Linked DNA regions of Mus musculus: regions 1, 2, 3, 4, 5 and 6 are each linked to region 7. Evidence: chromatin contacts called from public Hi-C, HiChIP or PLAC-seq, Micro-C and promoter capture Hi-C data. All regions are on one chromosome and are shown on one strand. The core of a region is the stretch at or near the end of the contact, and the rest is flanking DNA. Distances in the headings are between cores, read along the strand shown. Region 1 has its middle 18 kb from the start of Serp2. Region 2 has its middle 38 kb from the start of Serp2. Region 3 overlaps Tsc22d1 (TSC22 domain family, member 1). Region 4 overlaps 1700105F02Rik (a long non-coding RNA gene). Region 5 holds the start of 4930444M15Rik (RIKEN cDNA 4930444M15 gene). Region 6 holds the start of 1700105F02Rik (a long non-coding RNA gene). Region 7 has its middle 85 kb from the start of Lacc1.

Evidence for each region. Promoter capture Hi-C pulls out the DNA fragments that hold promoters and counts their contacts. A called contact is a pair of places that touch in the nucleus more often than the background predicts. HiChIP or PLAC-seq counts read pairs in DNA pulled down with a chosen protein or histone mark.
Region 1: a contact with region 7 is called in a Micro-C map of granulosa cells, with 4 times the contacts expected there. The contact joins two enhancer-like sites. A contact is called at or near these places in 4 of 484 Hi-C or Micro-C datasets (bone marrow-derived macrophages, granulosa cells and uterus) and 1 of 115 datasets of contacts at active chromatin or transcription factors (pancreatic cancer cells).
Region 2: a contact with region 7 is called in a Micro-C map of granulosa cells, with 4 times the contacts expected there. The contact joins two enhancer-like sites. A contact is called at or near these places in 3 of 484 Hi-C or Micro-C datasets (bone marrow-derived macrophages and granulosa cells) and 1 of 115 datasets of contacts at active chromatin or transcription factors (pancreatic cancer cells).
Region 3: a contact with region 7 is called in a Micro-C map of granulosa cells, with 4 times the contacts expected there. The contact joins two enhancer-like sites. A contact is called at or near these places in 8 of 484 Hi-C or Micro-C datasets (Sertoli cells, bone marrow-derived macrophages, embryonic fibroblasts and 5 more), 6 of 115 datasets of contacts at active chromatin or transcription factors (bone marrow-derived macrophages, embryonic stem cells, epiblast stem cells and 1 more) and 3 of 9 other capture datasets (embryonic stem cells, liver and pancreatic islet).
Region 4: a Hi-C map of epidermal suprabasal cells shows a contact between it and region 7, with 4 times the contacts expected there. The contact joins two enhancer-like sites. A contact is called at or near these places in 2 of 484 Hi-C or Micro-C datasets (cortical neurons and epidermal suprabasal cells) and 1 of 115 datasets of contacts at active chromatin or transcription factors (pancreatic cancer cells).
Region 5: an HNF4G HiChIP or PLAC-seq map of pancreatic cancer cells shows a contact between it and region 7. The contact joins the promoter of 4930444M15Rik here to the enhancer-like site in region 7. A contact is called at or near these places in 2 of 484 Hi-C or Micro-C datasets (bone marrow-derived macrophages and embryonic fibroblasts) and 8 of 115 datasets of contacts at active chromatin or transcription factors (craniofacial prominence, differentiating embryonic stem cells, embryonic basal ganglia and 4 more).
Region 6: a promoter capture Hi-C map of the SN4741 cell line shows a contact between it and region 7, with 2.4 times the contacts expected there. The contact joins the promoter of 1700105F02Rik here to the enhancer-like site in region 7. A contact is called at or near these places in 1 of 39 promoter capture datasets (the SN4741 cell line), 5 of 484 Hi-C or Micro-C datasets (Sertoli cells, adipose-derived mesenchymal stem cells, embryonic fibroblasts and 2 more) and 2 of 115 datasets of contacts at active chromatin or transcription factors (bone marrow-derived macrophages and pancreatic cancer cells).

The regions. Positions count from the first base shown.
Region 1 is chr14:76,573,198-76,576,867 of GRCm38.p6, reverse strand. No RefSeq gene overlaps it. Among named protein-coding and RNA genes, the nearest start is that of Serp2, 18 kb to the right of the region's middle. Within about 2 kb of position 1,252, at least 4 of the 459 cell types and tissues checked have an H3K27ac peak or open chromatin away from gene starts, as enhancers often do. A contact at or near this core is called in granulosa cells, where this site is marked.
Region 2 is chr14:76,592,876-76,596,329 of GRCm38.p6, reverse strand. No RefSeq gene overlaps it. Among named protein-coding and RNA genes, the nearest start is that of Serp2, 38 kb to the right of the region's middle. Within about 2 kb of position 1,624, at least 31 of the 459 cell types and tissues checked have an H3K27ac peak or open chromatin away from gene starts, as enhancers often do. A contact at or near this core is called in granulosa cells and pancreatic cancer cells, where this site is marked.
Region 3 is chr14:76,477,230-76,481,114 of GRCm38.p6, reverse strand. The region is part of intron 1 of Tsc22d1 (TSC22 domain family, member 1); the gene reads right to left. Among named protein-coding and RNA genes, the nearest start is that of 4930444M15Rik, 42 kb to the left of the region's middle. Within about 2 kb of position 2,299, at least 96 of the 459 cell types and tissues checked have an H3K27ac peak or open chromatin away from gene starts, as enhancers often do. A contact at or near this core is called in embryonic fibroblasts, granulosa cells and muscle stem cells, where this site is marked.
Region 4 is chr14:76,650,631-76,654,366 of GRCm38.p6, reverse strand. All of the region lies in intron 2 of 1700105F02Rik (a long non-coding RNA gene), which reads left to right. Among named protein-coding and RNA genes, the nearest start is that of 1700108F19Rik, 25 kb to the left of the region's middle. Within about 2 kb of position 1,881, at least 27 of the 459 cell types and tissues checked have an H3K27ac peak or open chromatin away from gene starts, as enhancers often do. A contact at or near this core is called in epidermal suprabasal cells, where this site is marked.
Region 5 is chr14:76,518,493-76,522,130 of GRCm38.p6, reverse strand. It overlaps 4930444M15Rik (RIKEN cDNA 4930444M15 gene), which reads left to right and starts at 1,276. Exons shown (of 4, transcript NR_045660.1): 1 at 1,276-1,569; 2 at 1,966-2,277.
Region 6 is chr14:76,676,101-76,679,926 of GRCm38.p6, reverse strand. It overlaps 1700105F02Rik (a long non-coding RNA gene), which reads left to right and starts at 2,342. Exons shown (of 3, transcript XR_383611.3): 1 at 2,342-2,637; 2 at 3,387-3,535. 1700108F19Rik (RIKEN cDNA 1700108F19 gene) reads right to left here and starts at 2,359. Exons shown (of 5, transcript NR_015485.1): 1 at 2,248-2,359; 2 at 1,548-1,689; 3 at 329-472.
Region 7 is chr14:76,949,831-76,953,246 of GRCm38.p6, reverse strand. No RefSeq gene overlaps it. Among named protein-coding and RNA genes, the nearest start is that of Lacc1, 85 kb to the left of the region's middle. Within about 2 kb of position 1,671, at least 100 of the 459 cell types and tissues checked have an H3K27ac peak or open chromatin away from gene starts, as enhancers often do. A contact at or near this core is called in the SN4741 cell line, Sertoli cells, embryonic fibroblasts and 5 more, where this site is marked.

The DNA.
Region 1 (3,670 bases), core at 3-2,502, 380 kb after region 7:
CTTGCTCAGCTTGTTTTCTTATACAACCAAGGACCACTTGCCCAGGGGTGACACACTGGGCTTGGCTCTCCTACATCACTCAAGAAAATGCCCCCAACAGACTTGCTCAGAAGCCAAAGGAATGGGGTCAATCCATCTGTCAGGGTCCCTCCTTTCCAGGTGACTCTAATGTGTGGCAAGTTGACCAAATAAATAAATAAATAAAATAAATAAATTAATTAATTAACCAGCATATGAAGAAAACAGCAAAAACAATAATTACAGGATCTCCAACCGAGTCTGGTAGTCAGTGACTTCAATCCATTCCTAGTATGTTCCCTACATTCTTGATTTCACAATAATTCTCCCATAGCAAAAAAGACTGTCTCCCGTCGGAACCTAAGCATGTTTTAAAAAGCATATGCTGCCGAGGAATGGAGAAGATGGTAGGAAAAACAGTGTCAAGAATGATGGAGAGTAATAACTGAAGGGTAAAAACTGACATGGTCATTTTGTTAGATATCCATGGGGCTCAAGTATCAGGAAAGCCACTTTGTAAACATTATAAACCCTCGAGGCAGCCAAGTAGCCAGGGCTCCAGCTGGAGGAGCTACAGCACCCAGGTCCCTCTCCAAGACCTTCCAAACTGCCATAACTGTCACAAAGGTCATCTCCAGCCCCTCAACAGGACCCTCCCCAGTTCATGCTAATTTTAAGTGAAAAGTCTGAACAAAAGCCACCAATCTCTGAGCACGAAAACTCACCAATCCCTGAACAGGAAAATCCACCAATCACTGAGCTCCCCAAGCTCAGGGCTGGAAATCCAACCAATCCCCATCGTGAACATCTCCACACTAGACCGTCCACCCCACAAGAACCCCTATGTATATAAGCCCTGCTCTTTGTCCAATTCATTGCTGCTGTCTGCTCTCTCTTGGGATTCTTCCCTTCTCTCTCCAATAAGTCTCTTTTATGAGATTTGCTACCTGGTGTGATTCAGTGGAAAAAGACAAGAAGCTGTTGTAGTTCGTCAAAAGACCCTTACTCAGAAAGACCACAAAGACCGCTGCCATCGCTGCAAAATGCATGAGGATCCAACATGTTGGGGACTCCCCTCCCAGCACGCAGGCCAGAGGAGAGACCAAGAACAAAGAAAGAACACACTTTTTATATCTTTGTAAGGGGCAGATTTGAGCAACAGGGTTCTCATTGGTGTAGCAAGTGACCCTTTCAGGCATTGGTTGGTTTGTATAGTGACTAACTGACCCTTTTGCTTGCCCCCCATGGTGGGTTATTATGATTTGGTTAGCAAGGTAATAGTACATTAACGTCACAGCTGTTAACGTCAAGGGAATTCTCGCACCAAGGTCAGGGTTGTTTGTGGTCTTTGTCGGAATTCAGTGTGGGGCAGGGGGCAGGAGAATTGCTAATCTTGTTATGGTTATTTCTCTGAGAACAGCTAATATTGTTTTGGTAGCTGCAGGCTTAATCATTTTGACCGCTAAAACTATGTTTTTACACTTGTTTAGTCAGCCAGCTTCCTTATCTGGCTCTGTACTTGGCCTGCTAGTACAGTTTGGAAAGTCCTTTTTGAAGGGGGAAGGTACTGGGTGGTCTTGAATTCATTTTGGGTATTACAAAGCTATGAAAAAACTTTGAAAGCTATGAAAAGGCTGAGGTTCCAGCTCAGCTGGGGATCCCCTCCCCTTGGGAGTTGTAACGCCTCAGCTGAGGAGGATTCCTCCCAGAGCTGTGTGGTTCCTGGTCCCCATATCTCAGGATGCCTTTCCTTGGGTCACTGTCTCACCTCAGACTTGTGTGCTTCCTGGGTGTCCGAGTCCCAGGACACCACCTCATCTGAGCAGAAAGGCTACTGAGCAGTAGGGCTGAAATCTGTGAAGTTTTGGATTCCATAGCACCTTCCATTTAGGAACATAGGTGATGCTAAAACATCTAAGTGGAAACATTTTATATATATACCCATATATTATACACACACATATATGCGTATGTGTATATATATATATGGATATAGAAATTTATAGTTAAGTCACTGTAGCCCTCTGTGGCCCCACATTTATTAGCTATTGAATAAGTCTCTAAGGTCGGTCTTGTCAACACTTCCAGTGCACCAGAGGCACTGTCAGCTGAGCCAGACTTCAAAACCTTGACACAGTCGTGGATTGTAGCTCAAGTAAGCATCTGCTCTCATTGCTCAGAGCCACCCTTCTGAGGAAGCTTTGCTCATGGGTGAGCACACAAAGCCTTCCTAGGTCATGGAGTTCTAGAGCTCACGGCTCTGAGTCCCAATGGAGTCTTCTTTCCACACTTCTGAAGCTGCCCCTCAAAGCACAAGAGCTCTGCTCTGAGAAGCCTAGAGGGAAAAAGGGGGGATTCCCCCGAGGTGCTGGGAAGACAGGAGAGGACCACGACAGAGGGATGAAAGAGAGGGGCTGGGGGGCAGCAAAGTGCAACCATGTATTCTTTCTGGTAAAAAGCCCCTGGAATTCTGGTTGGGTAAGGCAAATGCTGAGTCAAAGGTTCTTGTCCTTAAGGAGAGCATTAGGGAACAAGTCAGGCCTTACCGAGAGAGAAGAATTTTCCAATCAATGTACAGTGTCTGTTGGATGCTTGACTCAGAAAAAAAGAGTGGCAGAATTTCAGAAAAAGCCAAAAAAAAAAAAAAAAGACTTATTGAGTTGTCTACAAAGACTTCATAGAGCAAGCAGTGGTGACACATGTCTTTAATCCCAGCCCTTGGGAGGTAGAGGCAGGAAGAAGCCCTGTGAGAAAGAGGATAGCTTGGTCTACAGAGCTAGTTCCAGGACAGCCAAGGCCACACAGAGAAGCCCTAGCTCAAAAGCAAACAAACAAAAACAACAAGGACAACAACAACAACTTCAAGATGGGAGACACATTTATTTTTCTTACCTCTGTCTATGCAAAAATGAAGATAATGGCAAATGCCCCGACCTCAACACAGAGATGCCTATGGGAAAGACTCCTTCCAAAGCTTTGAAGAGACCCCAGAGGAACACACTCTGAAACCAGGCAGCCATTCCCCACCTTCCAAGAACTCACCTCCTTTTAGAATCAGCAGTTCCAGGCTCTAGGAAGCAGCAGCCATGTAACTTTCAGTATTGACACCATTTCTCCAAGTGCCTTCCTTAACCACTATAAAGAATTCACAAAAGGTGGGCCCTTAGCTAGGAACTCTCTGGGCTTTAAACCTCTCTGCACAGATCCAGCCATGTCAGAATGGGTGACTGAAAAGTTTTACACATCTCTTCCTTTGGGAAACAGAATCCCATTTCTGCTGTGGGGTGAGGGAGGGATTTATACGCAATTGGTTCAGGAGTTCCAATAGAGATGGGTGTGCATGGTGATGTCACAGCAATGTGTATGTCCAATGCCATCAGACTACATCCAATGGTGAGAAGCTGGAAGCAATCCCACTAAAATCAGGGACTAGACAAGGCTGTCCACTCTCTCCCTACCTATTCAACATTGTACTTGAAGTCCTAGCCAGAGCAATTAGACAACAAAAGGAGATCAAGGGGATACAAATTGGAAAGGAAGAAGTCAAAATATCACTTTTTGCAGATGATATGATAGTATATATACGTGACCCTAAAAATTCCACCAGAGAACTCCTAAGCCTGATAAACAGCTTCAATGAAGTAGCTGGATA
Region 2 (3,454 bases), core at 375-2,874, 360 kb after region 7:
TCAAAAATGCTACCATTGGCCGGGTGTGGTGACACACGCCTTTAAACCCAGCACTTGGGAGGCAGAGGCAGGTGGATTCCTGAGTTCGAGGCCAGCCTGATCTACAGAGTGAGTGAGTGAGTTCCAGGACAGCCAGGGCTACACAGAGAAACCCTGTCTCGGAAAACAAAAATGCTCCCATGGTGGCACACAAGAAACAGTTGTATCTGCTCTATAGCAAGGTTTGGGTTGTGCCCTCACTGGGTAGAGCTGTGTTTTATCCACCTCCTCTGCTTCCTATACTGGAATCTGAGCTTGAGAAGACAAAAACAGAGAAGAAGGGCAAGCAAGTTTCTCAGCTAATGTTCATAGCTATTTAGATCAAACACACAGTTACAGATTTTCTAATGGGAGTGGGGAAGGAGGAAAAAAGGGGGAGGAGAGGAGAGAGAGAGAGAGAGAGAGAGAGAGAGAGAGAGAGAGAGAGAATGGTCATTTCCCTAAAGAAAAAAATTGGAAGTGTTTAGAGGAAGGTGGGGTCCCAGGAACACTCACTGAATTCAAGTCTAAACACAGCCCCACCCACCACCACCTCAAATCCATGCTCACCCAGGTAGAGCATGTTTGCAGATCAAGCTGTGAAGGGTTGCCCCCATTATTTGCCACACAGCTGAAAATGTGGCGGTTGAACCGCAACTCCTAAGCTGGCAAAGCATTTAGACCTGTGCAGCTCCTGACAACAACCTTGGCTTCAAATACTGTGCAGAGTTGCCCCTCGAGCAAATATTTGCCCTGGTTATAGCTTTGCATTTACAATATGCCAGCTGTGTTTGGAAAACAGTCCCAGTTTTAGTCAGTGGCCTTGTAAAGGAGCCTTGTATGGACTCACAGAGCGCCCTTTGGGAGGCTCCGGGGTAGGCATTACCCACTTAACTGTGAGGACGCTGCTTTCTTTTCAAAGCTCCAAGCCCATGACTTCCTTAAAAACATAGTCCATTTATGAGAATGCCAGTAGTTACTTGGGTCTCTGGAAAGATCTTGGAGCGTTTAGTGTTGCTTTTCCACTTGGCTTTAATTTTTTTTTTAATTCCCACAAGTAGCCTGCTGTGTCCTGGCAAGGGAATAAGAAAGGGAGTAAGAGTGGCTATGAGCCAAGTAACAGCGTGCAAACTATTCCTGGCTCTGTAAAACCAAGGTTCAGAGGTTCAAATCCCAGCAGGATGGACAGACACTTTGGCTCCCACAGTTGGGAGGGAACTGGAGAGATTTGCCGGTGTCTACCTAAAGATGGCCCTCTGTGCTGTTCAGGAGTCAGTGACACTTTAATGAGAGATACACCCCTGTCTTTGGGAGCTGAGTTGGTTTATAGTAAAAGTGCACACACAGGTGAAATTTGTTCACTCCATTGCCCACTAGAGAATTTTGACCCTCCCTCTTCCTGTTTTCAACTTCATAATAATCGGTTTAACTTTCATTTGAAGTACAGTTTAGAGTTGTACCCATTTAAGGCGCTGTCTTAGGGCTTGTTGGCCTGGAGAAGTAACAAGAGAAGGCCAGAGTGACTAACAGCTCTTCTGTAAGCGGCTGTCCACATTCTTTGTTTGATATTATCCTTGACACCTCGACTTTGCTAGCTAACCTCCTTATCAGCGACCTGAGTCATCATATGATTGCCTTGCAAGAAAATAGGACTCTGAGCACCTGCTATCTCTTCCTGTCCAATGCTCTAAGAAATCATTTTATAAAAGGTCATCCAGGATAAATAGGCCTTCATCTGCAAGCGCAACAGCTGGTAAGAAGCCAACTACGCTAAGAAAAAAAAAGGATAATTTGCCTTAGAATTGGGAGAAACCTTGCTGTGCATCAGAACCTCTCCCATTTAAGCAGCTGGGAGGGCTGTATCTCTCCTAACAACACATCCATGTTAGCCCTGTAACCACATGCTAAGGGAGAAACAGAGCCCTTCTGGGTCCACCAAAACCCTATTGATGCCTGACCTCTTACAAGGTTTGTTGTTGTTGTTGTTGTTGTTGTTGTTTGGGTTTGTTTGTTTGTTTGTTGGGTTTTTTTGGGTTTTTGTTGTTGTTGTTGTTGTTTGTTTGTTTGTTCGAGAGTGTCCTGGAACTCACTCTGTAGACCAGGCTGGCCTCGAACTCAGAAATCTGCCTGCCTGTGCCTCTCAAGTGCTAGGATTAAAGGCGTGCGCCACCACCGCCCAGCCACAAGGTTTTCTTAATGTTCAATCACAACCATGTACCCGGTGTCAAACAAGCTCCTGGACGGCCTCCGTTAGCGCATTCACCTGGGTGCTAAACACGAAGATGGACTTTGGGCTGTTGCTCCCAGGAAACAGATTCCACGTGTAGATGAAGGTGAAGAGTAACGCAAGCCATGCAAAAGAAAGGGCAGGCTCTAAGTCCCACTTCTCTGAGGTTGGCAACTTCAGATCCTCAACAAAACTAGCATGCCAACTGTGTGGCCATGAGATACCGAAACTGATTGTTTTTAAAAAGCTATTGCGACATTTCCTTTTCTGGAAAGTTTGGAATCCTGTCTCTGAAGTAAAGAGCAGCTCTGGCTAAATACATGCAGCTTGAAGTTGTATGACCATCGAAGTAAACTAGACGTTTTCTTGGGAGTTGTTCAGAACACTACCCGGTTCCAAAACTCCAGGTCAGATAGGACTGACTTAGTCAAAATGCAACCTCTCTAGGCATGGATTAAAATTAAAATGTGTAGAAAGACAACAGGACTCTTGGTGGGATTTCTGTGCCTAAATTAACCTCCCTGACCTCTAGCATAAAAACAAAACAACAACAACAACAAACATGCTAATGGGGCTGGAGAGGTGGCTTAGGCAGAAAGCGCTTTCCTTGCAAGCATGAACACCTGAGTCCAATAACCCATACCCATGTGAGCAGCTGGGTATGCTGGCATGCACATTTAACCCCTAGTACTGGGGGGGGGGGAGATTTGTGGGGCTCAGTGGTAGACACCCTACCTTAATATGCAATCCTGGGATTCCAGGGAGTCTCTGCCTCAAAAAAACAAGGTTAGGCAGCTACTGAAGAACAATGCTGCAGTTGATCCCTGCCCTCTACAAACCTCCTCACCTACAGGCACAGCACTCATTCATGTACACACGCACACGTATGCACGCGTGCGTGCGCACAAAACAACTATTTTGGTTTTGCTTCCCAAAGAACGTGAATACTAAAGCGTGGTTTTAAATAAAGCACTTGGTCAAACGTGTTCTTCCTTCCTTTGGGAACATCCCTGAACCCTGCCCTCTGGGGCAGAAGCATCTCTCAGTCCCAGCGACACCTCCAAAGTCACAGGTTCTTCACGGTCGATGAGGAAAATGCGCTGGAGTTCCTTGCGAGTCTGTCTAGAAAACACTGCGGCAGCCTTCGTGGCACAAGCTCAGCGGTGCCTTGGCCAGTAGCCCATACTGAAGAAGTAGCAAAACCCTGGA
Region 3 (3,885 bases), core at 1,050-3,549, 470 kb after region 7:
TCATGAAACCACAGATAGGATCTTAATCTTGGGCCAGTGAATTCTATGTATTACCTTTATTTTTTTAAAGAATTACTTATTTTATGTATGAGTACACTGTCACTGTCTTCAGACACAGCAGAAGAGGGCATCAGATCCCATTACAGATGGTTGTGAGCCACAATGTGGTTGCTGGGAATTGAACTCAGGACCTCTGGAAGAGCAGTCAGGGCTCTTAACCGCTGAGCCATCTCTCCAGCACCTATAAATTACATTAAGACTGGAAAAACATGCAAATAACTAATGGCAGGAACAACGTCAGTAGACAACTTGGCTACCGTACAGACTCACAAAACCACCACAGACCCGGAAGCAGGGAAGAGCGAAGCTTTGATGAACACTAATGTTCTGGTCCAGGAGACAGACGACTTACCCAATGCTGTGTCACCAGAACCACAAACTGCTTTGAACAGCCAAACTCAGTGTGAGCCACCCCCGTACTCCGTGTCATCTCCTCCAAACAAACTGTCTACACACGAGAGGCTCAAGGACTGCAGGAAAGACCCCTTAGCATACTTTAGATGAGACCTTACATCTACAGGACGCCTCTCCCAGCACCACGGTGTGTCACCTTGCCACAGTGGCCTGTGATAAATAAAACTCAAGACGTCACAGTGCCTTCCTCCCCTCAACCGATATGACAAAACCCCTGAGAGAAGGCAGGGCTGGCCTGCCACTGTGTGCTATTTAATTTTGCAGAAAGCAGCCATGTTCTATCACACTAGACTAGAGACCAGCACTTGGCATTATTAATAGGAAAACTAACGCAAATAAAGGAAAAAAAAAAAAAAAGCAAGATGGAATCAGGCAGCGTTTAACTGCCCAGGTGCATGCCCTTGCCAGGGCCTCTATCCCTTCCCTTCCACCCCTCACTGCTCCATCTTAGTCCTTAGTCTACGCAGTCACTGCTATCTAGAGGGTTTCCTGATAACAACCACACTACATTGTACCGTTTAAGACACCAGGAAAGCCTGGGATGAGGCTCAGAGAGCATTCCATCATAAAAGTTAAACTGTAAAGCTCTGCTATATAAAACAGTTAACATTTAACAGAAAAACTTTGATTTCTGCATAACCACGAGCTTGCTCTGCACGGAACCAAAGGGAACCTACAAACATACAAGCCTGCCACCTTGTGGAACACATGCAGAATTACAACCTCCGAGCTAAATGTACTAAAATATACTAGATATTAAAAAACAGTAATCAAGATAACATATCCATTCTAAAACATTAAATATTAGTGGAGAGGTCCACTAGCATTCATTCAACTGGTTGTTATTAATGTTTTATTTAGTGAAATCATTTGGAATCAAAACTAAAGTTTCTCTTTAGACATGAGCAGAATTGCTCCCGTAGATAGTGGAATAAACTTGGGGTCTCATCCCCTCTTAGTTACAATAGCCACCACCTATGCTTAATGAACACAACACGGCAACTCCACTGCCCACCAACAGCACCACTGGACCAATTTTACCCTATGAAGGAGAATTCCTATACAATCTTTACTATTTCATAATTAGACTGCAATGAGTCCAAACTCTCAGAAGAATCTACTCATTACTTCTTGATAACAAACTGCCACAAAAGAGCCTGGTCTAAAATAGCGAATAAAAGACAGAAAAAACCATTGACTTTTTCCGAGTACCTGCTGCAGTCATGGATTTTTCAGAAAGCAGTAGCCTTTGGGGAAACACAGCCTCCTTTGACGCTGAGGGTTAGCCGTGGCTCTTGTGAGAACATGGGCTGCCAGGTTACAGAAACTCCTTGTGAATGTGGCTCAGTGCGATCCACAGAGCTTCCGATGGCCCTGGGTCTGGTCCTTTCCGGGTTCCTATAACAGTCTGCGTGTCCACCTTGGGGAGGAAATAATCCTACGGCCTAAGGGACTGACAAACTCTTAGAACAGTGCTAATGTACTTCCTGCTTCCAAGGATTTAGTTATTAAACCTGGACAGGATGGACAAAAGCTACAGAGACAAAAATGGAGAATCTGTTCCAAACGTCTTTTTTTTCAGATAAGGATTCCATCTTTTGGCGAAGTGTTTTCCTTTGTTCTGTTTTGTTCTTCACAAACAACAAAACAAAACTTGTAGGCGAGAAGCAGGGAGATCATTACTTTTTTTTTCTGCTCTACAATTCCATCTGAAGGAAACTGGAAAACTGACTATCTCCAAATCTCCAGAGAAAGGCTTCTCTCTCCCGTTGTGAGCCAGCATTCCTCAGGATGAGTCAGCATTCCTCATGCTGAGTCAGAGTCTCCCCCCACCTTCCTGTCCGGCCCTTCAGCCCCTCAGCCCCTCAGCACCAATGGCATACAATGGTATATCTGTGTCTCTTTCCCTCTTACCCACACACACACAGCAAACATCTAAGCACCGGGTCTTAAGAACGAAAACATGAGGAGCCACAGTTACCCTCCGAGTATGGTATTAATAATTCAAAATGGTTTAAGCTCTGGTATCAAAGTTAAGAGCTAACTGTGCTATTCAACTCAATTTCTTTTCTCTCTTTCTCTTTCTCTTTCTCTTTCTCTTTCTCTCTCTCTCTCTCTCTCTCTCTCTCTCTCTCTCTCTCTCTCTCTCCCTCCCTCCCTCCCTCCCTCCCTCCCTCCCTCCCTCCCTTCCTTCCTTCCTTTCTTTCTTTCTAAAGTCTTACTCTGGGTGTGGTAGCACACACCTTTAGTCAAAGTGCTAGGGGTTTAGAGGCAGGTGGAGCTCTGTAATTTGAGGCCAGCCTGGTCTACATAGCAAGGAGAGCTAGACAGTGAGAGAGCCTGCCTTTAACAAAAAAAGGGGGGGAGGGGAGAAAGGGAGGGAGGGAGAGGAGGAGGAAAGAGGGAGGGAAGGTCTCACTGGATGGCACTTGCTGGTTGGGAACTCTATGGAGAACAAACTGTTCACATCTCCCTATCCCCCTGCCCCTGCTTCCAAGCTGCTGGACTTGCTCATGACCTTGTACCGTCACGCTAGGCTTTAGAAAGAATCTCATGTAATTTATCTGCCAACTGAAGCAAAAGACTCCTCTTGTCACCATCGCCATCCAGTCCTCCAAGTATTTTTAAAGTAGCTCTTAAGATTTCCTAACTAGGGCTGGCGAGATGGCTCAGTGGGTAAGAGCACTGACTGCTCTTCTGAAGATCCTGAGTTCAAATCTCAGCAACTACATGGTGGCTCACAACCACCCACAATAAGATCTGACACCCTCTTCTGGTGTGTCTGAAGACAGCTACAGTGTACTTATGTATAATAATAAATAATAAGTCTTTGGGCCATAGCAACCAGAGCAAGTGGGGTTGACCTAAAATTTCAATTCCCAACAGCCATATGAAGGATCACAACCATTTATACAGCTACAGTGTACTCATATATATGAAATTGTAATATCCAAAATAAATTCAAGACTACCCAGTACCTTCCCCCTTCAAAAGGACTTTCCAAACTGTACTAGCAGGCCAAGTACAGAGTCAGATAAAAAAGCTGGCTGACTAAACAAATATAGAAACATAGTTTTAACGGTCAAAATTACTAAGCTTCCAAAACAAGATTAACAATTCCTTTGTCCCGCCTCATACTAAAAACCTCAAGGACAGACAAAATGAGAGTCACCCTCCACAAACCAACCAGTATCTAAAAAGGTTATTGGCTACACCAATTAAAATAAGCCAGACTAAACTGGTGCCTATATCTGGCCCTTACAGAGTTATAAAAAGTGTGTCCTTTCTTTGTTCTGGGTCTCTCCTCCAGCCTGCGTGCTGAGAGGGGGTTCCCCAACCTGTTGGATAAGTAAATTCCTCATGCGTTTTGCAACGATGGCAATTTCTGTGGTCTTTGTGAGTGAGGGTCTT
Region 4 (3,736 bases), core at 632-3,131, 300 kb after region 7:
AGAAGGCACTGGCTTCCTCAGTGTGGTTTCCTCCTTCCTTCTGAGCAAAGCATGAAGAGAATGCCCCCTACTATTCATCAAGAATGTAGTTGGGCCCCTGGGGTTAAACACATTATCCTCCTATGGAGTCCCTCTGAAAATATTTTGAGTCATGTGTGTGTCATGAATGTTTGTATAAACATACACGTGTGTACATGTATGTATGTATACGGATGCATGTATAGGCCAAAGGCTGACACTGGGTCTTTCCCTCAATTGCCCTCTGTCGCTTTTAAAGAGTCTTTCACTGAACCTGGACCTCATCGGTTCAGTTTGGCCAGCTGGCCAGTGCCCTCTGGAGTCCCCTGTTTCAGTGCTTATAGCCCTGGGCTTACAATAACACACCATATCTAGCTTTAACAAAGGTGGTCCTCACAGTTGCATAGCAAGCACTTCACTGCTGACTAAACTATGTCTCTATTCCCTACCTCCTAGGCTAGAAGGGTTTGTGTGTGTGTTTGTTTGTTTGTTTGGTGGTAGTGGTGGTGGTGGTGATCTATGGAGAAGCATAGTAAGGGTTTTAGTTAGCTAGGTATTTTGTAAAGAACGGGTCTCATTCTGTAGTTCCAGACTATCCTGGAACTCATGAGTAACGCAGGGCAGCCTCAACCTCACAGAAACCCTCCTGCCTCAGCCTCTCATGTGTAAAGTCATAGAAGATTGAGTTGATTGGGGCTGACCTTCTGACAGCTTTGGGTGCCTCCTCTTCACTTTTCCTTAGGCCGCGCCGCTGTCCCAGTGTAGGACAGTCTGTGTAGATGTACGTGTCTTTCCTGATGAGACCAGAAGGTCATGGAGGACAAATCATCTATTTTTTTTTATTACATTGGAGCAGTTGATACCCTTGGAGGATATCTGCTAACTGAACAAGTATCAAGAGAGCATCCTGCCTCCATGACACAGGTCACAGTGGGCGAGCCAGAAAATAGCTCCCGCTTCCCATATCCTGAAAAGATGCATGGCTTTCCCCAAGAAAGTGTCTGGGCTCCCAAACTTCTACCCCAAGTTAGACTCATTTCCTTTTTTTTAAAAAAAATAATATTTTGAAATCTTCATACAATTTATTCTGGTTAAACTCACCCTCTCCCCCAATTCCTCCAAGTTCCGCCCTCCCTTCCTACCCATGCAATTTGTAATCTCTAAAAAAAAAACCGAAAAAACAAAAAACCACTAAATCCAATCAGCACTTCTATATACTCTTGGATGTGTGACCATCCATTAGAGTATGGTCAACCTACCAGAGACCACACCTTTAAAGAAAATGGACTCCCCTTGTGCCTGGTAGCTATCAATTGCCAATGGCTTCTCAGCTGGGGGTGAGCCTTCACGCTGACCTCCCACCAGCCTTGGCTCACACAGGGCAGGTGCACGCCCTTATCACTGCTGAGAGATGACGCAACTGCCTGCAGGGTCTGGAAAATCCGGTTTCCTTGCCTCTCTGACTATTATATTGCTTCTTCCCCCCTCTGCCACAATGATCCCTGAGCCTTAGGAAGAGATGATAACAACCCAGAGATTATCTATTATATTATTGAGAGTGATATGTGATTTAAAGACAAGCACGACGTCATCCATTAATCTCTGCAACTTGACCCAGTGCTGAGTCTGTGCTAATGTTTCTCTGATGAGGGCCAAGAAATGCAACTAAAATCTCCGGGTATAATGGTAAGTCACTGCAAGTCAGTTGAATAACATATCCATTTAGTAGATTAATAGTGGGTGGTTCTCCCCCTAGAGCCTATGACCTGTGCAGTCATGGGTTTCAACATGCCTGCTCCTCAGCAAGTGAATTCCTGTTCAAAGAACCCCCTCCCTGACTCAGGCAAGATCTCCATGGCAACAAGTGTGGCAAGGACTGCAACAGCGGACAAAAGGATGGCTGTGACAGCGAGCAGATGTGCAGAGCAAGTCTAGGGGACACAGATAAAAACAGAAAACAGGGGGTGACTGAGGGATTCCTGGTGTCACCATCTTGTCCTGGTTACTTTGTGTTGATGGACACACACCTAAATATATCTGGGCAAGAAAGAATCTCAAGTTAGGAATTACCTCTACAGATTGACCTGCGGGCAGGTCTGTGGGTTTTTTCTTTGTTAATAATTGATGTGGGAAGGCCCAGCACACTGTGGGTAGTGCCACCCCTGGGCAGGTGGTCCTGGGGTAGACCAGAAAGCAGGCTGAGAAAGGCAGTAAGCAGTATCCCTACATGGTCTTTGCTTCAGTTCCTACTTAGAGGTTCCTTACCTGAATGTCCTCAATAACGCAGCGATCAGGACATGTAAACCAAATAAACCTCCTCCTCCCCAACTTGCTTTTGGTCATGGACTTCATCGCACGAACAGAAAGCCAACCGAGATGCCATTTGAGCAGAACGATACTTGAGCATAAAATAAAACTAAGCATTATGCTGATATCACAGGTATTGATTTCTATACTTGAGACAAGCTGATCCTAAGGGACAAGGATGTGGAGAGCAGAAGATGGTCAGACGCATGTGGGAGAAGAGGCTCCGTGGCTGGCCTGACAATGACTCCATGAATATAAGCAAGAAACTACTATTCCTATTTACAGATTTCTGTGAATCTACGTTGAAAGCCAAAGGTGGAAAATCCTCAATGCAAGTCCAGTCATTCCCAATAAGTCATTTCACTTGTACCTGTAGTTGGAATTGAAGATCCCCAGGTCTACTTACAGATCGATCATGCCTCAGTCTCATCTAGGGAGATCTTTAACAAACTCAACAAACATACCAACACAAATGCAGGCACATCCTCTACATGCTGACGGCTCGAGTCCAACTTGAAGGACATTAGACACACATACTCAGGTTCTATGGAAACATTTCAAAGTTCACAAAGCCACATGCAGTGAATAACTAACTCCGTACGTCTTTGTGCTGAAGCTGACTCTGAACGTACTGTTGTGTACAATGCTGTCTTTTCCGAGTGTGTCTTGCCTACGCTACCCTGTCCGTGAAGTGACTCAATTCTCCCACTTCTTTCCTCAATTTAATTTGCTGCACCGCCTCCATTCCTACCAAGCTTCATGGTGTCATCAGCCCTTCCTGGGTGTGAACACGATCATAAATGTGGGTGCTGTGATTGTGCCTTGTAGTGCTGCTAAACTGATCATCTGCTTGTTGTGAAGGAGAGGCTACTATAAGATTACAACACTTTGCAGAGAGCTAGTGGGTCCTGGTTTGAGACACCTTCAATTAGGTCAGCCACCTACCCTGGTAGCATCCTCCTATCTGTCCAATTTCTCGTGGTTTGTTCTGAAGGAGAAACAAAGCTGTCACTGCCAGAAATCACGCGGCTCCTAGACCACCAGTCTTAGCTACGTAGGGGAAGGCACTTTTACAGCAAACTTCCCTCTATGCATCATGATGGAGGGATTCTTAGGAAGCCCAAAGTCAACAGATGACTTAACTCTGCTTCCAGCAAACCTTCCCCAGACCTTGCTCTGGTGACCACCACACTTGGCTGTCTCCAAGAGTCTTACAACTTGTAGACTGGTGTGAATGTGCTTAGTGTTATCGCCTATTTGAAAAGTGAATGACACACACACACACATATATACATTTACACACACACACACACACACACACATATATACATAATAACTGAAGACAGGCCAATTCTAAAATGATTTACTAATGAATGCTTTTTCTTACTTAGTATCTTAAGACTCTTGGAGA
Region 5 (3,638 bases), core at 27-2,526, 430 kb after region 7:
TCTGTCCTAGCTCCCCATGTAGAGGAAAGTGTGGGTGTAGTAAGATGGAAATGAGAAAGGACTTGGCGGGGTGTGTGTCCTGCCGAGAGCCTAAGATACTTGCGGGAGGACAAATGTCACTAAGCTAGGCCATAACCATGGGCCTAGGTCAGATCATGAAAATCTTGAGCCAGGAGGTAACCATACAGATGTGTGTTAAGAATCACACCTGGGGGTGATACACATAAGATCTTCAGAAAGTTTGGCCCGAGAGTTCTGTGAACAAGGTTGGAAGGGTACAAGTCCCGGATGGAATAGAAGCTTGTGGGAGACACATGGGTATCAGAACTCAGCAAAGTGAATGAAGAAAGCGTGTAGAAGGAGCAACGGTTGGCTTGGGAGTGAATGTTTGGGACATGCAGAGGGTCTCATACTCCTTAGTCCCCCTGAAAGCATATACTCAGCTCCCCCACTTCTCTAGGAAGATAAAGAGGTACGCAATGGAACTCCATCTGAGCCAGCCCAAAGAAAGGCACCATGATACATTTTCGTGAACATAGCTGGGAGGCTCTAAGAATTTCCTAACCAAGCATTTTCCAATCCTGACTCATGTGCAGTTTAATTATCCCGCACCTTCCTGGAGATTAGTTCCAGGAACCCCTGCTCTAGTAGATAGCAGAGTCCATAGCTGCTTAAGTCTCTTACATAAAATGGCTTAGTGTTTTCTTATGATTCATTACATCTTCTCACATGTGCTAAAGGGTCTCTAGACCCTATCAAGCTTCACACAGTGCAAATACTATTCTGTTGTTGTACTTCATGGTTTATGGGATCATGACCCCCCCAAAAAATTATACATGTTCACCGTGGCTGCAATGCTTTGTCCAAATACATTCTGTTGTATTGGTTGATTGGGTCTGTGGGTAAGAACGCCATAGTTATGGAGTGGGGAGTTAAATGCACAGTTTTCTGTACTATAAATCTCTTTTCATGTAGGCTTGGGATTAGCCTTTAACAGACTTGGAGATGTAGCCACAAGGGAATAACTCTTTTTAGATGACCTCCAATTCAGAGTTTCATCATGAAGCATACCATGACTTCCTAAATCCCAGGTAATCCTGTGAATTCAAGGAGGTAGTTGTTGAAGATTCTGGAACAGATGATGGGAGGAGTTAAGAAGAAAACATGGTCCCACTGTTTCAAAGTACATTCCAAACTGGGAGTGGGGGAAGAGAGACTGGCGGTCACAATCACTGCCTGTGGAATGTTTGTGAGGGTTACCATGGCTTCCCGACATTCTGAAAGTGCTTAGCCTGAGAGGCCCCACATAATCTTCACAGTTCAGCGGTCTCTGAATTGTCACCATGTAACCTTCTTGCCTGTTATCTGTTTACTCTGGGGATGACTCATGACTAGTCACTAGCCCAGTAACTTTGTAACCTTTCCCCCGGAGAATGTGTCTGGATGTCACAGATCTGTGCCACCTTCAGCTTTCTCTTTTCAGGGCTCAACTTGCTTCCAACAATATCACTAGTTTTTATGAGTGTTATGTGAAGCCGCAATTAGACAACATCTCCTCATCTGCCCTAGGTAAATTGTCAGTAATTGACCTAGAGCTCACTGTTTTTCTCATCAGTGAATTCCCACCTTGTCTTCTACCTCGCCAGAGGTTTTCCCCAGGGAGCCCTGCCTTAGTAGCCGCCATTTTGGTTTCTCTTGGGTCACCATTTACTCAATCCAACACCTAGCTGCTACTGGGTGCTGTGTCCTCTATGAAGATGCATTGTGGGGGGGGGGGGTTCCAAGGGATGTGGCAACCTCCACTGAGAGAGAGAACCTTTCTGGTAATCAGCTGTGTGACTTTGAAGAGCCACCAGCTCCCTCTGAGCCTGCGCTAAGCTCTCTGTAATGTTGACTAGGGGGGGGGGGCAACAGATCTCCAGACAGCAAGCTCTCAGATCTAGTCCTCACACCCTGCCTCTTCAGCATGCAGGATGGGGTTCTGTCTTCTGCGTGGAGCATGATGGGTGAGAGGAAGCAGAGGCTGGAGAGATGGAGGACCCACAGTTTGAAAGGAGATGAACCCCACAGGACGCTTCCACAGAGTGATGCTGGCCAGCCCACCTTGGACCACAGGAAGCTCCCTAAGAAAAAGGTTGGGTGAATTGAGCAGAGAAACAGTTGTCTCAGCAGGGAAGAGCTCTCCTTCAGTTCTCCATGATCCAGAGAATGAGGATCTGTATGAGGGGCTTTGAGAGAGAAAGAGCCCGTGAGGATGAAGGCATCTGCTATAGTTAAGTAAGCCACTGACAAATTTTAAGCCAGAAAGGATGGCCTCAAGTGGGTTTTATTTTCTTCTTTCACTGGCCATTTGGAAGCCACTGGCCTAGCAGCCATTGTGGAACTGGGTATGTACGTAGGAGACTCATGTTCCCTTCTGTTCTCATTTTATCCCCTTCCCCAATGACCCGTGCTGTGCTCTGAATATCTCTTTATGCCCCAGTATATGTATTTGTGTATGTATAGTGTGTGTGTGTTATATAGCATAATAGATGCTACTTTAGCATATTTACTCTCATAGACCCTGAGATACACATTCAGAACCCTGTTTTGTGGAAGAAACCAAGGTTAACAGAAATCTACTAACTTGTCTTTTTAAAAAAGACATCTCATTCATTATGAGAAGTTGTTCAACTCCTCTCTTCCCCAACCTATTGTAAACATGAGGGTACCCACTAGCGCAGGTGTCCGTTGTAGTCACGGAGCTTGGGACCACCCATGAACTCTCAGAACCAGTTAGGAACAGAACCCAGGCCCCCAACTCCTGGACAGAGCACCTTTGTTCTGCCCTACCTCCAGCCCTGACTGTGTAGGCTCTGGGCCTGCTGCGGATGGAACCTTCTCTGCTGGCGTACAGACATCCCTTACAACCAGAGCCCTCATTGCTCTCTCAAGTCCAACCAAGTACTTGGAAACAGGCTTTCGTGCTAGATTTCCATCTAGCCAGAGAGTCAACATTACAGAGAGCTTAGTGCAGGCTCAGAGGGAGCTGGTGGCTCTTCAAAGTCACACAGCTGATTACCAGAAAGCTCCTCTCTCAGTGGAGGTTGCCACATCCCTTGGAAACCTACCCTGTGGTGCTTAGAGTGTGGCTCCGTTCATCTAAAAGTGCAGAGAGTACATTTCATTTGGCCTGCTTCTAAAACTAAGCTATTGACTGTATTTCAATAGAAGAGGTGAGAATTTATTTTTAAAAGATTTTGAACTACAGTCTTTAGTCATCAGTTGGCTCAGTAATAAACTGAGAGAACACTATTTTATTAATTTAAAGTTGTTGTTGTTGTTTAGAGACAGGGTCTCATGCAGCCCAGCCTGGCCTCAAACTTGCTGTGTAGCTGAGAGTGGCCTGAAACTTCTCATCTTCCTACTTCCACTTCCTTCCCAAAAGCTAGATTATAGTTGTGTTTTATGTGATGCTGGAGATCAAACCCTGGGCACCGAGTATGCTAGGCAAACACTCCACCAACTGGCTATACCCCAAGCCCCAGGAGAGAGAGAACACCCTTTCTTGCTCACGGTCCCAGCTGTCCCAGGCTTCTCCCTTCTCAGGCTGCCTATCCTGGGCCACTCCAGCCATCACAACCTTCAGCCGTGAAGAG
Region 6 (3,826 bases), core at 1,093-3,592, 270 kb after region 7:
AGAAACAACCCTGAAGAAATGTCCTGAAAGAAGTGGCTTCTTCTTCTTCTTCTTCTTCTTCTTCTTCTTCTTCTTCTTCTTCTTCTTCTTCTTCTTCTTTTTTTCAAGACAGGGTTTCTCTGTGTAGCCCTGGCTGACCTGGAACTCACTCTGTAGACCAGGCTGGCCTCGAACTCAGAAATCCGCCTGTCTCTGCCTCCCAAGTGCTGGGACTAAAGGTGTGAGCTACCATTGCCCGGCTACAAGAAGTGGTTTCTTTTGTACCACCAATGACACCGTCTCAGAGCTCTATGGAATAGCACCTTCTTCCAAACTATTGCCAACTTACCTTGAGGCCAAAACCAGGCAGGATGTCCTGTACACGCTGATAGAAACTGCACACCATAGCCTTGGCCACTGATGCATCTGACTATTGACAATTCCACATTTTATGTAAGAAATCTGAGATGCTCTGTCAGACGCCAACAAGTTCCTCAGTAGAAAAGACAGAAAGTTAGCCACCTTACTTATCTATCGCCCTCGTGATCTGGAGGATCCATAATGACTTCAAGAATGTAACACATCCAGTCCTCAAAGAACCCTGGTGGGTGGTCAGGGTCCTAGGAGAACACAGCAGAGGTCTAAGATGAATATTAAAGTGAACAGTATATTTAGTCAGCAAAATCCCTCTGGGCATAGCTGGCAACCAGACTTCTACACTGAAGTCTACACTTTCTGTCACGATGACAACTACAGAAATGTTCACACGAGAAAGTGAAAGGCTCAAAATGCCTTTGTAAAAACTGTTCAGTTGTGAATTCTTCAAACCTCCTCCAAAGTCCACAAATAGTTGAGTGGTGGCTTCCTGGTTCCAGTTTGTCCTTCCTCGCTCTTATTGAATAAATCCATCAAACGCCCACCCTGCTCTGGGAAAGCATCCCTGCACAAACAATAGACCAGGCAGAGTCTTTGTAACACAAACCCAGCCTGCCCAGAAGGGAAAAAGCCAATTGAAAGACACAATGCAGGGGGTGATCTGGCAGGGACAATAGAGCATCCCGCTCTTGCCTTGAATTCCCCTGGTTTTGATGTCAGTGCCCAGGCCCTGGGCTCCTTCCTCAGTAAAATGCATAGATCTGAATCTTCGAGAGGTTGGTGGAAAGAGAAAGCATGACCCTGAGACAACTTCTGGGCCAGCGAGGGGCCAGCTGTCACTGCACAGCTGTGCTCTATGAGGTTACCCTGTGAGCACAAACCCTTCTAGGACAGCACCCTGGGGACAGCCCTGGCAGAACTAAGACATGAAGACTCAGAGAATTTGGCCTGGGTCTTTGATTTGCAGAACTGGATATTGAATCTTGGGACTCCTGTGTGCCAGCAAGAACTCTGTCATTAAACTATCATATCCCAGCTCTTTTTTACTTTTTTATTTTGAGGGATTGTCTCACTAAATTGCCCAGGCTGGCTCTAAACTTCCCCTATAGCCCAGGAAGGTCTTGAACTTTCATCCTCCTGCTTCAGCCTCCCAAGGCGTATGGTTACAGGCCTCCCACGTTCAGCAGCCTTACCTGGTTATTAAGCGGTAGGAAAACCTCCAAAGGAGGTCTGGTGGCAGTAGAAAGCATCTTGCAGTTTTGGAAGTTTGTGTATTTTTTCCCAAGTGATTGCAATAGTATGACCTCATCCATCTCCCTCTCCCTTACGCTCCACCTATGTGCTCTCAAAGAAAGACAGCCATTACTCCAGTGGTGGGCCTGGGGAGTCGGCAGTGAATCCCACCAGGCTGAGATGTCAGACCATCTCCACTACTGCCACTCAACTTGTCTGGATAGGGTGACCAGAGGCATGAGGCTAGCCATGGCCTGCACCACATCTACAGCTTCCTGGGATTCAGGATCTACCTGAGGCAGACTATGCTAATTGACCCAGAGAGCCAGGTCCCTCCCCCTTCTCACTCCTACTTCCAACTACAGAGGCTACAGCTTAATGGTTCCTTTCTTGAGGCTAGGTGATGACAGGTGAACCCTTATTCTGCCTATGAAATGGGATCAGAAGTCTCCCAAAGGCTTTCCTGAGAGAACAAGACGATCTTAGCTGCCACACCCCTTCTGTTTCTACCCTCAGTTTCTGTCTTGACTGTGCCCTGGGTGCACAACTCTCTTACAAAGGGGGAAATGTGACTTGGGGCTCACTGACTTCATAGCCCCTGCTCCCAACTCTGACTTTCCACACAGACAACAATCAACAGAAAGAAATGTGAGGCAGTACATAATAGAGACCAGAGCACTGGGCTCAGCTGCTCTTGCTGCATTCTAGTGGTCCAGCCTGGCCTCAGCTCATCAATCCCCTCGAGTCTTCTTCTCATTTGTGATCACGACTTGGGTAAAGGCTCTGAGGCACCCTCCAGTGTTCCAGTTCTATACTTAGGAATCTAGAATTTGAACATTCTCTAACTGGTTGCTAAGCCACTCTATGCCCAAAGCAAAGCTTCATCTAACAGACCAGGACCCTATGGAAACAGCCATCGAGTGACCCAAGGACGTCACCATTCTCCCCGCTGCTGTATAGCACTGTCCTGACACACCATGAACCCAAGTCCCTGTATCTTCTCAAGACATAACAAGACTCATTGTACACAGTGAAGAGACTCCATAGAAGGTAGGTCTGTGATACTGTCATCTAACTACATTCTCTGACCCATTTCTGTGGGTGCTCAAACTTCACTTGGTACGGGAGGAAGTCTTTTTTGTGACATCCAACTTTATGCTCTTTCAAAAACCCAAAGGCAACAACGGAGAAACAAAGGGGAAGGAGAAGCTCAGAACCACTGAGCAGGCCAGAGACAGCAGTTACACACACACACACACACACACACACACACATGCATGCCCCAGGCCGACCACCCTACACCCTGCCCTCCCAGCTCTGTGTATGACAATACAAAATAAGACACTAAAATCAGAAATATGTCCTCCTTTCCAGAACAGTCTGTGAATTGTCTGTTTCTTCTCATGGATGGTGGCACTGGTATTTGGCTCTGTGACCTCAGATGAAATGTCACCATCCAAACATCAGGAGAAGTCACAGAAAGATAGGAGAGCCAGCAAAGTAGGGAGTTGGTTTACTTTTCTCTCTTTTTTTTCTCTTTATTATCTGCTTTCAATTTTATAGCTCACTTTGTCCTGCCCTATTTTCTCTCTCCGTTTATTTATTTATTTATTTATTTATTTTTCTTGCATCTCCTTGATTTTCTGAGGCCTTAGGTTCTAGTGGGTCCTCTGAACTTTTGACGATACCTCATGTTTATCAGATGGAATCCTGTGCTACAACCTGCACAGGCTTTTCCAAATCAAAGGCGGCAGCCATGTCCTCCACTCAGTAATTTTCCATCTTGTTCACACTTCTAGGTTCAAACCTGGGCCTGGTTGTTTCCCGTAGCTTCAGATGGGGGAACTGCCAGGCAAGTGTAAGATGGTGGGATCACAGTGGATCTAGGCCTGCATGAAGTACTGGGAACAAAATGTCTCCACTCCCTCCTGAGATCTCTCCCACTACTGTAAGTAAGACACGGCCGTTACTCCTTTCAAGTCATCATCAAGTCTACCACCATATAACTTGCTTTTAGCTCAGCTGTTCCCTAGGGTCTGTTGTTTGATGGGAAGGTTTGTTATCACTGGGCACAAGTCAACTGTAAGAATCAACATGAGGAGGGAGGCTGGCACAGTGGTTACACGGCCAGGATTTGGGTAGCAACTGGATTCAGTCTTAATTCTCTCTCTCTCTCTCTCTCTCTCTCTCTCTCTCTCTCTGGCATCTCAGATATGTCTTTTTTTTTTCTTTCATTTCC
Region 7 (3,416 bases), core at 422-2,921:
GGCTGGCAGGGCCAGGGACGGGCTCCTTGATGTTTAGTTGGTGGCAGGATATACCCTGGGAGTTGTTAATTGAGGGTGGTTTTGATTGTCCTCAGTGGCACTGTCTTCCTGGCAACTGAACAGGGTCCTCTGAGTCATAAGGAAATCAAGTTTTCCTTCTGATGACTTTCAGGGAGCAATCTCCCTACTGGGCTCAGGTGGAAATGGCTTTGTGACTGATTGTCATTCCATCCACGGAATCTGAAGCAAATGATACAGAATAAGATAACTAAAGAGCTCCTTATGCCCCTCGCCCCCCGCCGCCCCCCCGTAACAGAATAGGCAGGCAACAAGGCTAAGCGCCAGTTCTATTATTGACTGGACTCTAGAACATCGAGACTAGGTCTAATGCCAATCACTGCATTAAAGTGAAGCAACCAGACCCAGAGTATAACCTACACCATTCTCAATTACAAGTTCCATACTCCACCCTGACACCTGACACCATATTACACCACAGCCACCAGAGCAGCAAGAATCCCCCATCTCTGCACTTCTGGTAAGACCCACCTTCTATTTCTAAATCAAACAGGAAGAATCTACGGGTCCCATCTTTTTCTGCCTTCATGGTAACTTTGGTCTGGACATTTTTTTATCTTCTCTGCTTTGGCCCCTTTATTCCTCTAACAATAACCACCTAAATCAGTCATCCTCTCAACAGGAAGTGAAATTATTGAGCACTAATGATGATCAAACATATGAAGCATGAGAAAAAAAGATTAACAAAAAGCTCTTGGTCCTATGTTGCCATGTAAGTTTAAATCCTTGAGTGGTGTTGGATAGTAAATGAAGAATCATAGTATAAATACAGAGCAGTAACTGTGATGGGGAGGTGGCAGAGAGGCATACAGTGTGATTACATCCACAGAGAGACATCTAGGAGGAAAGCCAACCAGGAAGACTTCACAGGGAACACAATGACTCCACCGAGCTGGGCTCTCAAGGATGGAAGAACCTGGAGTTCTTGGCAAATTGGTCTTTTCCCTTATGAGGCCATAACGCAATACCTCCTAAGTCAGACTAGAACCTGAGAAAGCAAGGATCCTGTCAAACACGAGGCTCTCGTTCAACAGGCTCATCTACCCATGTTGGCACACAGGGCCTCTTCATTAGAGAATAAAAAGACAAGTTTCACTAGACTAAAAAGACTGAGACAGGCGCTCTGCTACGGTTGCTGAAATGCTGCTTGATAATTATATAATATCACTGAGTCCTGTCCTGCCATAGAGAATTGTCAGTGACTTTCTTTAAACATTTTCCTCTGATGGCTTTTCTGTAGCTTCCCTACTAACGCCTACTTCCAATCACTTCTCCAAGAGTTCAAGGACATTTGGGGCTTTAAGGAGTAGCTATTTCCTTTCTCCTCACAAAGAAATCTGCTTTTAGCCCACAACTAGAATGGACTTGGCTATTTAATTCCAGTCCCAAAGGAACGCTGATGTGTAAGTATAATTGTCAGGTGACACATTCTGCTTTCTGGAACTCCCAGGATAGAACTTAACAGCAGTGAGCAAGGGGACAGTTTGGCATTTGTGGTTGGAGAGTCTGATTAACAAGCTCCTTTCTAGGGAACAAGGAGTGCCAGCTGCCTGGCACTGGCTACTGACGTTCTGTGAGGGACCTTGGCAGGGATATGTCGCAAACCTCCCTGCAGAATTCCCCAAGCTAAGAGAAGCTCATGAGTCACAAGTTAGACTGCTCTGGCAGGCTCCTCCTCTTCGAGGGAAACTTGTGTGGCTCAGGAATTATAAAAAGGAAAATAAAAAGCAGCTATAGATTGGGGAGGCAGTACAAGGATGTGTGAGTATAGAACGGGGGTTCCCAACATTCCTAATGCTATGACCCTTTAATGCAGTCCCTCATGTTGTGGTGACCCCCCCCCACATGAAATTATTTTTGTTGCTACTTCATAACTGTAATTTTGCTATTTTTATGAATTGTAATGTAAATATCTGTGTTTTCCAATGACCTTAGGTGAGCCCTATGAAAAGATCATTCAACCCCCAAAGGGTCTCGACCCACAAGTTGAGAACCACTGGAGTACAGAGATGGAACGGGATACAAATGTGTAGATGCTGAGTCCCTATTCCCAGGGAGAATGAATAAAGATCAAACTTTAGTTCAGACTGTTTAACATTTCTTGCAATTGATCAGTGAAGTCCAAGTCACACCCCAGTGCACTCACACATTAAACAGGGTTGATGGGTTGTCAAATAAATTAATGTGTGAAATAATCAGCTTAAGAACTTCACATGTAGGAGGAATTCAAATCATTGCAAAAACTAGTGGGGCTGGTTGATGTTGAACACAGGAAGAGAAAGTTTAACTGTATTTACCTAAACATACACACACACACACACAAATTTTGTTTAATTTTTCACATGTGCTGTTTCCTGTGATGTCACTGTGACTTTTCTTTGTCCACTTTGATGAATTTATTTAGTTTTTAATTTCTAGTGCAAACAAAACATGTTCATGAATAATTCAGAAGCTAGAAAGCAACAGAAGGGAAGAGAGAAGGTCACAGGGAAATTCTAACCCAGGTGAGTGTTCTTGAGAATGTTGTCCACGTCCCTGCAGGAACCTCTGTGTGTCTCTAGAATAGACAGTGATTTTTAGCTCCATACTTGTTACAAGGTAAAACGCTGTCATGGTGGAGTGAACGCATAGACACCCTTTGTTCCTTTTGCAACACAGCAAAGAACTCTTGTTCATTTAGTATGTCCTCGGTGTGCTTTATCTTTCAGATGATGGTTCAGTGAAGAATTTGCTCATGGAAGGGGGAAGATGGAGGTGGGGTGGCTCAGAGGGGTCTGACTCTTCTGCAAATGATAGTAAAGTTTTTGGTTGACAGTAGAGAAGGATGCTGAGGAGAGACCACCTATTATGATGTCGATAAGAGAGAACACAGGCTCTGTAGAGGTGTGCTGCTGTGGGTTAGGAATCACACATCCCTTCTCTGGTGTTTTCTGAAAGTTTGCTAACTTTTTGTTGTCAGGCTGTTTGTGTGATGCTACTAGATTGGACCACAGTGTCATGTGTGACTTCTTTGATTTACACATAAGTGGGAGTTTCTCAGTTTCATCACTATTTCATTCCTTTGGTCATACCTGTGTGATAGAACTTCTCTCAAGTCAACAAGTACAATGTACAAGGCCTGCTTCTGTAGACACACTGCATCTCCTGTAGGAATACCTCCTTTTAAAGAAACGAATCCCCCATTGGTAGACATCTTGTTTGTTTTTAATTGTCCTGAATACCTTTGCCTTTCTTTGACTCTGTATGTGATAAGCTCACTGAATAGATAAAGTCTAAATTTTAGTACATAATGCCAACAACAACAAAATCATGCTCTTCTATTGCATAACCCTACCCCC